Regions from separate parts of the Mus musculus genome. Here all the other regions are linked to region 1. A link is a contact called in public Micro-C, capture Hi-C and promoter capture Hi-C data. All regions are on one chromosome and are shown on one strand. The core of a region is the stretch at or near the end of the contact, and the rest is flanking DNA. Distances in the headings are between cores, read along the strand shown. Region 1 holds the start of Dis3l (DIS3 like exosome 3'-5' exoribonuclease). Region 2 holds the start of Skor1 (SKI family transcriptional corepressor 1). Region 3 holds the start of Spg21 (SPG21, maspardin). Region 4 holds the start of Mtfmt (mitochondrial methionyl-tRNA formyltransferase). Region 5 holds the start of Rasl12 (RAS-like, family 12).

What was found. Promoter capture Hi-C pulls out the DNA fragments that hold promoters and counts their contacts. Hi-C and Micro-C count contacts between places; a contact is called where the count stands out from the background. Capture Hi-C pulls out chosen DNA fragments and counts their contacts.
Region 2: a contact with region 1 is called in a Micro-C map of embryonic stem cells, with 6 times the contacts expected there. The contact joins the promoter of Skor1 here to the promoter of Dis3l in region 1. A contact is called at or near these places in 1 of 39 promoter capture datasets (liver), 2 of 484 Hi-C or Micro-C datasets (B cells and embryonic stem cells) and 2 of 9 other capture datasets (adipose tissue and liver).
Region 3: a capture Hi-C map of macrophages shows a contact between it and region 1, with 4 times the contacts expected there. The contact joins the promoter of Spg21 here to the promoter of Dis3l in region 1. A contact is called at or near these places in 1 of 39 promoter capture datasets (erythroid cells) and 1 of 9 other capture datasets (macrophages).
Region 4: a promoter capture Hi-C map of pre-B cells shows a contact between it and region 1, with 2.8 times the contacts expected there. The contact joins the promoter of Mtfmt here to the promoter of Dis3l in region 1. A contact is called at or near these places in 2 of 39 promoter capture datasets (cranial neural crest and pre-B cells).
Region 5: a contact with region 1 is called in a promoter capture Hi-C map of liver, with 2.9 times the contacts expected there. The contact joins the promoter of Rasl12 here to the promoter of Dis3l in region 1. A contact is called at or near these places in 3 of 39 promoter capture datasets (liver and pre-B cells) and 1 of 9 other capture datasets (liver).

Annotation. Positions count from the first base shown.
Region 1 is chr9:64,339,855-64,342,675 of GRCm38.p6, reverse strand. Dis3l (DIS3 like exosome 3'-5' exoribonuclease) reads left to right here and starts at 1,419. Exons shown (of 17, transcript NM_001001295.2): 1 at 1,419-1,683. The coding sequence starts at 1,545.
Region 2 is chr9:63,145,555-63,148,375 of GRCm38.p6, reverse strand. Skor1 (SKI family transcriptional corepressor 1) reads left to right here and starts at 1,396. Exons shown (of 9, transcript NM_172446.3): 1 at 1,396-1,569; 2 at 1,798-2,821. The coding sequence starts at 1,463.
Region 3 is chr9:65,459,488-65,462,308 of GRCm38.p6, reverse strand. Spg21 (SPG21, maspardin) reads right to left here and starts at 1,372. Exons shown (of 9, transcript NM_138584.2): 1 at 1,155-1,372.
Region 4 is chr9:65,434,413-65,437,233 of GRCm38.p6, reverse strand. It overlaps Mtfmt (mitochondrial methionyl-tRNA formyltransferase), which reads right to left and starts at 1,452. Exons shown (of 9, transcript NM_027134.3): 1 at 1,227-1,452; 2 at 37-246. The coding sequence starts at 1,420.
Region 5 is chr9:65,397,130-65,399,950 of GRCm38.p6, reverse strand. It overlaps Rasl12 (RAS-like, family 12), which reads right to left and starts at 1,463. Exons shown (of 5, transcript NM_001033158.2): 1 at 1,284-1,463. The coding sequence starts at 1,386.

The DNA.
Region 1 (2,821 bases), core at 170-2,669:
GAGGGATTGGTGGACAGTTATCTAAGGCATTTTTTATGTAGAGAACAATTTTGGCTACTCACTGTCCTCTGGTCTCTCTGGAACTGACTCCTGTATTAGACAGGGAGAGCCTCTTTCACTGTGGAGAGCTTTAGGGACTCTCCTTGCACTGTCTGGTGCCTGTTTGCCAGCTCTACATTATTTTCCTGTTTGTGCAAGTCTACCTTGAGTTTCACCAAGTGATTTGACACAGAGATATGAGGAGGAGGAGGAGACCATGACCCTTTAGCATTCCCTTAGGGTGAAATGAGAGACTGGTCCTGGTTTATTTCAGCTGCGTTGGAAGAACCAGGTGTTTCCAGCCAACTGGGCCAGCCACATTAACCAAAGGTTGCCAAGCAGTAAATTCCTTTGGTGCAGGCGCTCTCTCTTTTATTCACCAGTGACTAGATGATGCTTAACCTGCTTTGAAGTTGAGCAGTTTCTAGCTTCAAGATTGGTTCTGAAACATAATAACTAGGTATCCTTGGGCACTTAAGCTCCCTTAATGCAGCCTCACAGCCTATAAAATGATACAAATAAACACCCACTCCTTTGATTTAAGGAAGCTAAATGATACTCTTGCTCCAGTGGGCTCAGTGCTTGGAGAATCCAGGGTGTGTGGTCTCCCAAGATACCGTCCTTTTTGTCAAACACTACAAGCACAGTACTTAGAGATCATGTCAATAGCGGCTCTAAGAAGTCCTTTGCCCGAGGCTGCCAGCGCTATAAAAGTTGTAGAGTGTTTACCCCAGAAGGACTGGTTTTCATTTTATCTGTAGTGTTTGAATGTTTACGTGTATTAAAATTTAAAATAAGCATATTTTTGAAGAGGAAAACCGGTTTGGCCAGCAGGGTTACCAGCTTTTTTGCTGAGCTTTTCAATTCTTTCAGATACTGCAAAAACAAGGACGAGAAAACTCTACAGTTATTACCTCTGGTTTTTGTTTTGTTTTTTGTTTGTTTTTTGTTTTGGTTTTTCGAGACAGGGTTTCTCTGTGTAGCCCTGGCTGTCCTAGAACTCACTCTGTAGACCGGGCTGGCCTTGAACTCAGAAATCCACCTGCCTCTGCCTCCCAAGTGCTGGGATTAAAGGCATGAGCCATCACTGCCCGGCATTACCTCTGTTGCTATGGCAGCCCTTCGCACACGGGCCTGTGGGTAGAAACAAAGTAAAAAAAATAATAATAAAAATAAAAATAATAATCCTTTTACACTCGACTCTTAGACTACCTGCCACATCCTACCTTCACACCCGAGGATTCTTCGGGTGAAGTTTATCTACACTTTTCCCGCCCGGGGACAACTAAGGCACAGAGAGGAATAAAAGGCGCGAGTAGGACTGGGCCCGGAGGATTCTCAGCCCTGGCTAGGTCGCTCCCGGTAGCGGTAGCGGGAACGTGAACGCTGCTGCCTGCCCGACCAGGCCCGAGGGGCGGGCCTCAGGCCTCGGTCTCGCCTGAGCCTGCCGCCTGCCGCCCGCCGCCCGCCGCTTCCCGGCCACAGTGCCGGGCGACGCCGCCAGCATGCTGCAGAAGCGGGAGAAGGTGCTGCTGCTGAGGACCTTCCAGGGTCGGACGCTGCGGATCGTGCGTGAACACTACCTGCGGCCCAGCGTGCCTTGCAACAGCCCGCTGTGCCCGCAGCCTGCCGCCTGCCGCAACGGTCAGAGCCGGGGTGGACCGGGAAGGCCCGGGCGGGAAGAGCGAGGGAGGCCGGAGCCGGAGAGGGAAGCCGGGGCTCGGAGAGCGAGAGAAGCCGGGACTCGGAGAACGAGGGAAGCCAGGACCAAAGGAACGAGGGAGGCCGGGGCCTGACGTAGCGAAGGCTGCCGGGCGCGAGCGAAGGGACCTGAGGCCTGAGGAGCGAGGGTGGCAGAGGCCCAAAGAGCAAAGGGAATCCCGGCCTGGCGTCGCGATGGCGGCGGGGCCCTAGTGAAGGAAGCGGGACCCAAGGAGAGAGGAGAGCGGGAAGCTGAGCAGCGAGGGCGGCTTAGCGCTGGCATCAAGGGCGGAGCCAGACCCTCGCGGACTGTAGGCAGCCGGAGCGAGCATAACCGTCTGGGCTCGGCGGTACTGGGGCAGCCGGGAGCGGCCCTGGAGCGTCCCCGGTGCGTCCAGTCTTCCCTCCCAGTGGCCGGCACAGGCAGGACCGGCCTCTGCAGCCTCAGGGGCGCTCCTCTCCGGACCTGCCTGCTACAATAGCCGGGCTAAGTGGAAGAGCCTGCAGGCACCGGATGCTTCGGTTTTTCCAGGGGGACCTAAGGGCGTAGGCACCTCCTCCTTTCTGCCCGAAAATGCTATTGGCACCTTACTCCTGAGCGTATTACGCTGGCTGGACATTTGACATTGCCTGCTCTGCTCCTGCCAGTACGCAGACCCTCCAGCTGTTTGTTACCCCTAGTGGGAGATGAGCGTGAGGGGGTCTTTTCAGAATACATGATTGAGGTCACAGCTTGACCAAGGTGTCAGTTGAGTGGAAGCCCATTGATTGAACAGCGCATCCTTTTTAGGACGTTCTCCTCAACCCTAGAACCGTGTAGCCGTGTTAGGAAGCTTCAGACCGAATAGCCTTGGAATTGTTAGATGCTTACAAGGGGTCAACACACACACACATGTGCACTCTTGCCCTTACATATATATACACGTGTGTATATGTAGATAGAGATATAATGGATATGTAAGTAGCCAACGCAGTCAGTGCTCATGCATGTCTGTGATGGCTTAGTAGAAATTTAGTTTCTTCCAGGGACGTACTTGTTTTTAAAATATCATTCTTTCGAAGAAGTGCTGGCTACAACATA
Region 2 (2,821 bases), core at 147-2,646, 1.2 Mb after region 1:
CCTCCTCAGCCTGTGTGAGAGCCGTCCCTGGGACACCTAGCTCGCCTTGTTGACCCCTCAGCCAGGGAGTTAGCACAGTAGTTTGCTTGCCTCCTAAAATGTTACTGGGGATTTCAGTGACAAGGGAGGATCAACTTGCCTCAGTTTGACTGGAAGAGATGAAACAGATAATAAATAGGTTGATACTTGAACAAGATACAAGATAGATGGGAGAAAGAGCGGTGAGCTGGCAGCGACAGACAGCTCAGGGACAGATAAGATCGACAAATAAGTATCTAAGCAAACAGAGGGAGGGAAAGATACCTGCAGACCAAAGATGCCAGGTTCTTAGCTTTGGAATTCGGATCCCTGTTAGAGTGAAGCTACCCCTCTGAAATGGATTTGCTTTTCCAGCCAAGTTCGGAGGAGGGAGTCCTAGGGACTAGATTGGCGGCAAGAGCGCCTGCCGCCCAGCATTGGGTCCATGGAGCCCTGAGTGTCTGAAGACACGTGAGGTGACTGGGCGACCTAGAAGGCCCTAAACATCAATTCCTGGGTCCTCCACCAGGCTAGACTGTGGATACAGCTTCCTCTCTGCCTTCTCCAGAGATCAAAGCGAGGGACCAGCAGCAACTTTTTAGTGCTTGGAGTTTTACAGTGGCTTCCAAGAGTGGCCAAGATTCCTTCTAGCCCATCTGAGCTGATGTCGGGGCATGAAGGATACTCAAAGAGGAGTCACCCCCACAAAAGGAGCAGCCCAGAGCCTGGGGAGCCTGTGTTGGGTCTGAGTAAGAAAAGCTGTGTGGAAGAGGACAGAAAGCTCAGGGGCATGTTTCCAAAGCTAAAAAGTGACTCCAGAGAAACGCCTGTGAGAACCTCTCTGTCCCAAGCGCTGACAAGAGGGGAGCCGGCTTTAGTCTGGAATGCAGCTAAAAAATGCAGAAAATGTGGTTAGAGACTGCGTGATCCCGGCCTAACTGATGGCTGGCAAGAAAGCGTTTTGTAAACCCAGCTGGACTCTTTCTGCTCAAGGAACACCGGGCTCAAGGAGTCAGAAGAGAAGTACAGGTTTGTGCAAACCGGTACTGTTGTCCCTGGAAGCCGGTCACCACGAAGATAGGTGCATTGGGGGCCACCCGAGGTCGTGGTGCACGCGACAAGCTTTGGAAAGGGTAGGGTTCAGCACCGCGAACAGCAGTGGCCTCCTCCTCTTCCTTCTATCCTCCTCCTTCAACCTCCATCCCTCCCCCTTCTCCCTGCCCCCACCCCTACATCCTGCAGTTTGTGATGGGCAGTGAGTGCCCCTCCTTCGCCTCCCCACCTCTCCCTTCACTGCCCCCGCCCGCACGCGTGCATGCGCGACTGAGCAGAGGGGCCGCTGGTCCCTGAAGTCCGGGCTTCAGGACCCTGGCGGGCAGGGCGAGCTGTGAGGTAGCTGAAGGCACGCAAACCTGAGTGCCGGCTGGAAAGCCTGGATTTGGCTATGGCATTGCTGTGTGGCCTTGGGCAAGTCACTCTCCGTCTCTGGGTCCCACTTCCTTTCCAATCTGAAAACAGGATTGGTTTCCTGGCAGCCGGGGCTTTCCTGAGGTTTCGATTTTCCCTTTTCCTCCCTTAGCCCCCCGGGTGCTTTTGTTTCAGCTCAGAAGCTGGTCTGAATAACAAAAGGGGCCAGTCCGTGGGACGAATGAGCTTGAGCTCCCCACTGCCAAGTAACCCCCTCGCACCCCACACGTTGCGCCCCGCTGGGCGGGCCTGAACCTAGGTAGCGGCGCTAAAAAAATGGCTCATCTGCTCTCTGCTCTCTCTGTTTCGCAGGAGCGGCGGCATGGAGGCTCTCACCACTCAGCTGGGGCCGGGACGCGAGGGCAGCTCCTCTCCCAACTCCAAGCAAGAGCTGCAGCCCTACTCGGGATCCAGCGCCCTTAAACCCAACCAGGTGGGCGAGACGTCGCTGTACGGGGTACCCATCGTGTCGCTGGTCATTGATGGGCAGGAGCGCCTGTGCCTAGCCCAGATCTCCAACACCCTGCTCAAAAACTACAGCTACAATGAGATCCACAACCGCCGCGTGGCCCTGGGCATCACATGCGTGCAATGCACGCCGGTGCAGCTGGAGATACTGCGTCGGGCCGGGGCCATGCCCATCTCCTCTCGCCGCTGTGGTATGATCACAAAACGAGAGGCCGAACGCCTGTGCAAGTCGTTCCTGGGCGAGCACAAGCCCCCCAAACTGCCTGAGAACTTCGCCTTTGACGTGGTGCACGAGTGCGCATGGGGCTCTCGGGGCAGCTTCATCCCTGCCCGTTACAACAGCTCTCGTGCTAAGTGCATCAAGTGCGGCTACTGCAGTATGTATTTCTCTCCCAACAAGTTCATCTTCCATTCGCACCGCACACCCGACGCCAAGTACACTCAGCCCGACGCCGCCAACTTTAACTCGTGGCGTCGGCACCTCAAACTCAGTGACAAGTCGGCCACCGACGAACTGAGCCACGCTTGGGAGGACGTCAAGGCTATGTTTAATGGCGGTACGCGCAAGCGGACCTTCTCCCTGCAAGGGGGCGGCGGAGGCGGCGCTAATAGCGGGTCTGGTGGTGCAGGGAAGGGCGGCGCTGGTGGCGGTGGCGGTCCAGGGTGCGGCTCAGAGATGGCCCCAGGCCCACCGCCCCACAAAAGTCTGCGCTGCGGTGAAGACGAGGCGGCTGGGCCTCCCGGGCCACCTCCACCGCATCCGCAGCGCGCACTTGGCCTGGCGGCGGCAGCTAGTGGCCCTGCAGGACCTGGAGGACCTGGGGGCAGCGCAGGGGTTCGCAGCTACCCGGTGATTCCAGTGCCCAGC
Region 3 (2,821 bases), core at 123-2,622, 1.1 Mb before region 1:
TAAGGCTCCCCAGCTCTTCTTGGACCTTGCGTTGCTGGACAGTAAGTTGGCTAGTTGTGAGAGAGCATGTACTTGGCCTTCAGAGTTTCAACAGAACCTGCAGTTCATAGCTGAGGAAATCGCCTCTACAAATGTTTAACACACGGTCAGTCACATATTGCTGGTCCTTTATCTCAATGTATAGGTGTCTTATATAGGGACAATCTGTGGTTGTTAATACAACCAATTAAAAAGGTTATTAGAACTAGAGAGCCTCTAGGTGACATAACTATGGTTCTCGGTGTTGGGGAACGCTCACCATGGGCTTTTACCACTGAACTACACCTAAGGCCCTGCGGCGGGCTGTTCACTACACATCTTCATCCTTCACCACACCTATATGTATTAAATAGCCATCTTTTTGGAGATTTCTTCAGGTAAGATTTATCCTTTCTCCAGGAACCTATCCACTTCTCTCTAAATATCATGAGAGGAGACGCTGCCCGCACATCTTTCTCTCTGACCACTCGTTTCAAGGTTCTGGTGTAAAATCTTTTTGAAAACTCATACACAGCTATTAGACGGCTTCCCAATGTGCAGAATCCTTGCAAAAAGAGAAGCTAGACCACTGCAGATGGAGACAAAACAACATCAGCCCCTAACTTCTAACTCCCTGGGAAAAGAAGAAAAAAGGGGGGGGGGGTTTCTCTCGCCCTGCTACACTCTTCATGACTCTTTCACAGGCCTCACACCTAGTCTGAGGTAGGATCTTTAAAACAACTCTACTCGCAGCCCTTAAAAGTTGACTGAAACCAAAATGCTCCTGAATTTCTGCCCCAGGATGGGTGGCTCAAGAAAATGAGGATGTCTGACTAAGGATTTTGGGCACCAATCGCCATAGGGGCCGCCCTGGGTTCCACCAGTTCAGAAACAACAACAATCCGCAATGAACCGAGGCTGAACCTTAGACAGACCCACAGGCACAATCGGACACACACAGGCGCCCGCGAGAGCGCACCACACGCACACACAGAGATATGGATCACGTGCATGGTCACAAGGACCTGCCCACTCGTGAACTCTGCTCGTAAGTCACGCATGCTCGATACACGCCCACCTACAACCCTACACGCACCACACACCCACACTCTTGCTTTCCAGGGCCTGCCCCTCACCTGCCGTGGCCGCTCCCGCGTCCCTTTCTTTCCAGCCTAGACGGATCTTCGCCCCGATTTGGGCGCAGAGGATGGAGTCGGCGGGGCGCGGACTGGACCGGCGGCCGCAGATCAGGAGCCCCGCGGGAGCAGCGGGCAGAGGGGGCGCGCGGCCGAGCAGCCAGAGGCCACCGCCTCCCAGCTTTGGTACTGCGAGCTCCCCGGGCGCGCCTCCCGCTTCCGGGTTCCGAGGAGGCGGGACCAGATGGCGAGGAAGGGGCGGGGCTCTGGTGGTTACTATGGCGACGGGGCTGGCAAGGGAGGCCCTGTTCTGAGATTTGCGGTGTCCTAGAGGCTGTGGAGGCTGGTGGTGGATAAGGGTCAGTTCTTGGTCACTTCTGACAGGAGCATGGAGGAGGAAGTGAAAAATCTAGGCTGTAGGCCCCGGGGATGTGCTTCTGACTTCGGTTTTTAGGCGTCTTCATGCTTTGGTGGGGAGACACTTTTGGTCCATAGCTTTGGTGAATAGGCCTTGACATAGTCTTTTTAAAACATTAGTATATATCAGTTCATTACAATGGCTTAATTAGGACATTTTGATACCTATATAAAGAATTTGGATCATCACCCTCCCTTAGTCTCTGCCTCCCATGTCCCATTCCCCTTCAGCCTCCCAACTGCATATGCTTTCTCAGCAAAATTGTTTTTACCTTTTGTATAGACGCTGTCCTCTGACCTCCTTTCAAAGCCTTGTCTCCTTTTATGGCTTTGTGCTGATGTTGAGGGGGTATACTCAGCGCTGGTTTGCCCTCTTCTGTCAGGCACAGTCTAGTCACTGTTCTTACGAGAGATGTGGCAGATGCCACAACACCTTTCAGTTAGCTTACAGCTTTGCTCTGAAATAATGCATAATAATATTGAGTGACCTGTCAATCTTGTTTGAAAATTTGTAAGGTTCCTAAAGCAAGATCCTAATGTTTTAGGGACTTTTAAAAATATTTTTTATTATTATTACTTTTAATCGTGTGTGTGTTTGTGGGAGAGAGAATATATGGTGCACATGAGTGTAGTTTATAAGGAGGGCAGAGGAGGATCCTAGAGCTGGCATTACAAGTGTTTGTGAGTTGCCTAACACGGGTGTAAAAGTAATATGTATTCTTAACCTCTGAGCAATCTCTCAGCCCCCACGTGTGTGTGTGTGTGTGTGCGTGTCCCTGTGCCTGTGCATGTACGTGTGCGTGTGTGTGTGTGCGTGTGCCTGTACGTGTGTGTGTGCGTGTGTGTGTGTGTGTGTGTACGTGTGTGTGTTGATGCCTGCTGAGGCCAGCTTTGGACCCCCTGGAGCTGGAACTGCAGATGATTAAGATGGATCAAGCCTGACTGGGTACTAGGAACTCAGCTTTGGTCCTCTGGAAGAGCAGTAAGTTTGTTAACCACCAAACCATCTCTCCAGGCCTAGAGAGCACAGACGAAAACAATGACTCAAAAAAACAAAAACAAAACCACAAAACAACCAAACACTGATCTATGGCTCAGGAGTCTTAGGTTCCAGTCTAGAACTTAGACAAACACCAGACACATTTTCCCCAATGCATAGTGATGTCTCGGCTCTCAAAAAGGTGAGGCAGAAGGATCTCAAATAGTGGTACTGTATCTCAAAGCTAACTGAATTGTTCAAAATTATAGCA
Region 4 (2,821 bases), core at 203-2,702, 1.1 Mb before region 1:
ATCGCCACACTGTATTTCCTTATAAGTAAAACTTACTAGGGAAATTTAAGAATAAGAGCCTCACTCAAAAGCCGGCCAAAGGAAGCCACTACCCCAACATCATATTCTCCAGATCCCACGTCGGGCCACTCGTACACCGGGAGCTGAGACTGAATAGCATATTGCTTCACAGGTAGTCCTTTGGGGGATAGCGAAGGCACTGTGACAACCTCCAGTTTCTCAATTAACTTTTCCTCTTTGCCGTCTCTGAATCAGAAAGATTGGGGGAAAAAAAATTTGACAGTGTCAGGGCAACAGCCCAAAGCTAAACTATTTCATGCACAGCAAAGCTATTTTTATGATTAAACCCATAGTACATTTAGAGCTAAAATAATTAAGATTTTTTGCAACCAACACACAGGGTTTAAATTTAATAATTTAAAAATTAAATTGTCTTTTATTATTATTATTGTGTGCATGGTGTGGGCATGTGCTATTATTACTGTGTGCGTGTGTGCAGGCGTATGCTACAGCATGTGTGTGGAAATGAGAGGAAAACTTTCAGAAGTCAGCTCTCTTCTTACAGCATCCACAGGGTGTAGCTCACAAGGGCCTGTCACTCCAGCTCCAGGGAATGGGACACTCACTTTAGGCCTCCACAGGCACCAACACGTACATGCTCATAGACACACACACATACAAATAAAATCTCAAAGTAAAAATCTTATTTAAAAAGAAAAGTGTTTGTAGGAAGGCAGGGATGGAGGCGAGATAAGTGCCTGGAAACCAGGGACCGATAAATAACCAAATATCCTTCCAGGGAAGTGGGGCGGTAGACACAGCAGCCTTTCAGGAAAGGGTGAATTACAAATAACTTTCTTCCTAGTAGACAAGGTTAGTTAAATCGCATAAATATTATATGTATATGAAACTGTTCTAACTTAGAAATGTATTCATTTGAAAACACAGGCGTGTAAAAGGGCAAGGAAACGGAGGCCACCAACACCAGGAAGGGACGAACTTTGGAGTCACAGCCCTTTTCAGCTAACCGGCTCCGCCCACGACCCTGGGTACTGGCCGGGCCTCTCCAGGTACCGGTTCCCAGGCTCGGGGAGATGGAGGGTCTGCTGGCAGATGCTGCAGGAGCCACAGGAGCTCTGCCGGCCGGGACCCAACAGGGCGCCTTCCCGGGACCTCGCTGCCCTGGGGTCGCCACCGCGGCTCGGCGTGGGACCCTGCCCCGGTACCTGGCGGCGTGCAGCGCCCGCAGCGTTTCCCGGGCAAAGTGGTCGGTGCCGAGGAACAGCACCCGCCAAGGCGGCTTCTCGCGGACTCGGGAACCTCGGCCGTCCTTCCCGTCGAACCCGGCAGGTGCTTGACAGGAACAGCGTGGCCTCCTTCCCATCAGCCACCGACCCCAGCAGCACCGCGGAAGGAGCATCACCTCGGCCCGCAGCGGCCCACCATGCGCATGCGTGCCCATGGTGGGGGGCGGAGCAAAGAGCTCAAAGGCCCAAGCACGCGCAGACGACAAGGCGGGGCCTGCCGCTTTGGAGGCGTGGCTCAACTGAAGAACCACTAAGGAAGAAATTTGAGGGGACTTTGATGTGTATTATTCAGCCAAGCTCTTCAAAGAACACTGCAGATATATACACACAAGCAAGACACTCATATGAATAAAACAAACCTTTAAAAGAAACTATTTTTTAAAACTTTACAAATTTTTTTTTAATTTATTTTTGTTTTACGTGCTTTGGTGCTTTGCCTGCATGCATGTCTGTGTAAGAGTGTGGAATCCCCTACAACTCGAGACAGTTCTGAGCTGCCACATGGGCCTGGGAATTGAACCTGGGTCCTATGGAAGGGAAGCCAGTGCTCTTAACTGCTGAGCCATCTCTGCAACGAGGGGTCCTGTCCCTCCAGCTCCAAAGCCATGATCCTAACCATTCGACCTGAACAGCAATCTTAACTACTAAGCAACTCAGGATTTCCACACCCAATGAAACTAAGGTTTGCTCACCTGTCTGAAGTCACTTCAGGAATCCAAGACTCTTAGATTCTCAGGCCTCCCATGTGGGATGCCATAGGGAGACTGTAGGGAAACGGAGGGGTGAGGGCTATCTGCTGAAGACCTCTGAAGACCATGGTGTGCAGATAGATATGTGTTTCCAAGGTACACTGGGGTCCTTAACATGGGTCATGCTTGTGACGCTGGCTCTGGCTATAGAGCAGCATCAGGTTCCTCTCTCATCTAATTCCTGTCACATGGCCTGAAAGCCAGAGGCCCTGGAGCAGTCTTTCATTTAGTTTTGAGGATCCCTGCTTCTGTGCCCTTGAGCGTTCCATCCACCTCACATTTCCTCTCTTCCTCACTAAATGGTATCCATTTTTCAGTGCTAAGACAACACCCTCCCTGAGGCCTTGAACTCCTACCTCACAGATTCAATAATTTTTTTCTCCATGTGTCCCCTCAAAACTGAGAGCGGCTTTGTTTGCCATAGTTGTGGAAAGTTGGCCAATGTGTGCCCAGAGAGCGGCAAATTCCTTGGGCTAAGTAGAAAAGAGAGGCAAAGATTATGATGCTGCTAGCCGGTGCATCTGACCATATGAGGGAAATGAGATGTGATGCCAAGCCGTATCCTCCTCTGATCAAGTCAGTCCCAGAATCCTAACTTAGGGGAAGTGGAACATGATTCTGACACTCAAGGTGCTGTCTTTTGAATACCGACTGAAGGTGTGACCTACTGGAGCTGGAGAGACGGCTCAGTGGTTAAGATGCTCGCTGTTCTTGCAGAGGACCTGAGTTTGTTTTCTAGCACACACATTGCCAGATCTAGGAGAC
Region 5 (2,821 bases), core at 214-2,713, 1.1 Mb before region 1:
ATTATGCTGGACTCTCGATAGGATTAAAAATAAACGCAAGATTCTTTTGAAGGATTCCTAACACTGCCCGTTGGCAAACTACTAGCCAGGGAACACATATTCTAAACTTTCTGGCACTGAAGATGTTACCTGGTTGGTTGAGTGTTTGCTTACCACGTACGAAGCCCTGGGTTCCATCCCCAAGTTTACCAGTGCCAGGAATGGTGGTACACATTTACAAACCCAGCACTTGGAAGAGGAAGGTAGAGGATTCAGGAATACAGGGCCATCCTTGCCTTCATAACAAGTTCTGGGACAGCCTGGGCTACATGAGACTGCCTCAAAAATAAAAGAGAATTCCTTCATCCGTGTAGTCACTAGCTGACCATTGGTTGAGTCACTGGGAACAGGCTGGTTTTCAAAGGAAAACCGTGTTTTGGGTTCCACTTCTGAGCCAGGAGTGCTGACTTCAAACTTCCTCAGAGAATCTCAGAGAAAGGAAGAGAAGGAAAGTCATAGCTCACAGGCCTGGTGGCCATTCGCTGTAGGCTGGAACTGGGTAGCCAGAGGAGCCCCTTCTGGTCCCCCATCTTCAGCTGGTTGGGTCTTTAAGTGTCAGAGAGCAGGGCAAACACTCCTTTTGGGGTCTCTGTGATGACTTTTAGAAGTGATGAAGGTCTAGGATGACAGAAATTATCTTAGTAGTAGCCCAAGATCCCAGGTTTCCCAAGGACAAGGTCTTGGCACCTGGGACTACAGACTTTCTTGAAAGTCAAGAGGGGTCTGGCTTGAAACAAATACATTTGATAAGAATAGTCTGTTTCAGAGTCCCAAGGGTTGGCAGTGGAGGAGTGGCCCAAGCCTGAGAAATTCTAATCTCAAATGACTTCTACTAAGTTTCTTGGAGGGGGTGGGGTGGACAGCACAGATCAAGGAGTAGCAAAGATGCCACTGAATTCAAAGGGGACCCAGGACTGGAGACCAGCGCCAACAGGTCTCGTTAGTGTCAGCTGATGAGATTTGGCTGCTGGTCCTAGGGATGCAGATAAGTAGAGGAACTAAGAGAAACACAAAGAGAGAATTTGGGGGGGGACAGGAGTCACAGGCACCGAGAACAGAGGCAGAGGCAGGCAAGCAGCTAAAGATAACCAAAGCGATGGAGAAGCAAGGCGAGAGTGATAGCCTGCAACAGAGAAACTGAGGCAAAAAGCAGTCTTAGGGACTCACCCAACCACCGGGAGAAGCAAGCCCCTGAGAGCTGGTGGATGAAGCTGCCCTCATCCTCCGCTCTCCAAGCTACTCACCAGACTTGCCCGCTCCGCGGCGCCCAAGGATAGCCAGGTTAACTTCCAGGGGCACGCTGTGCGGCCCGCTGCCAGCTCGGGGCTTGCCGAACACCGACGACATGGCGAAGCTGCAGATGGCCACGCCGGTCTCCCGGCCCGATGGGCTGCTAGTTGCACGCCCCCAGTCACTCAGACTATGGTGTCCGCCCGCTGGAGGAGGGGCGTGGACGGGGCGTGGCCTCCATGCTCCAACTGCCTTTTAAAAGCCGCTGAGCCCCCAGCCAGAGCACCCTGCAACCAGGGTTGCACTCCTTGCCTCCTGGTGGGTCTCTGTGTCACTTTTGCTTTAGACCACAGCCAGCTCACCCTCAGCACTTTACTTCTGTGTTTTGCATGGGCGACTCCAAGTAGCATCGCTGCAGAACTCAGGCTCCTGGGACAAAGGATTTGTGCCCCTTGCTAAGACTTCATGACCTAGCCAGGTGTTTTATGCTTCTAGTCCCAGCATTTGGGAAGCTGAAGGAGGGTTGCAGCAGTGGTGCATTGGAGGCCAACCTGGGCTATTCCAGGGTAGCTTAAGTTACATGTGAGGCTGTCTCAAACCAAACATAAAACACCTCACCCACGCTCCTGTAAGTAAACCTATTTGAACTCATTGGCTCGCCAAAAATTAATCAAAAGTATGACAATTGGAAGGAAGGTAACTGGGAAGAGGAAGGGGATACGTGAGTGGTAGGGACATGAGAGGGACTATGGGGGCTGTGGCTATGACCAAAATGCATTAGATGCATGTGTGAAAATGTCACATCAAGACTCATTATTATGTATAATTGATAAATGCCACTAAAACGTAAAGCTTTCTACAGGTTTGGCTTCCAGAAATCTAATCCATCCTGGAATACTTTTTCTCCCTGACAGGAGTAAAATGTGAATGTGTCTTCTTTGTTCTGGAGTGGACAGCAGTTCTGAGCTTGGTGATGAGGTTGATGAAGTAGGGGTCATTCCCTGGGGTCTCAGATCAGGCTATGCTGGAGATAGGGCACAAGAGCTTAGTTGCTGAGATAACTTTGGGAAAATCACCCACTTCTTTGGGTTTCTTTTCTTTCTCTCTTTCTTTCTTTCTTTCTTTCTTTTTTCTTTTTTTGCAACGCAATAGCAGCAATGGACCAGCCCTTCTTTGGGTTTTGATGTCCCTGTCTATAAATACCAATGGGCAGATAAATGCAAATTTTGGGGTGTGATTTTGGCAGGCCTGAGTAAATTCTAGAACCCTGAAGGCCTGTATTCTGGAAAACACTGATGCTGGAGAGGGAAGGGCATACTAGCTCCATCCCATTCCTGGCCCATAATGGTGAGCTGTCACCCATTCACCCACTGTGAGGGGAATCCACCTGCTTCCATAGCTGTTAAGCTAATAGAAAGTCTTTGTTAGTTAGGCAGCAATTACACTGGGTGTTTGGGATCCCAGTGTAGCCTTGGGCCTTTCTCAGGGTGAGCTTTTCAGCACAGAACTATTTCCCAGGTTGACACATATCAGTTAGCAAGAACAGTTAGCC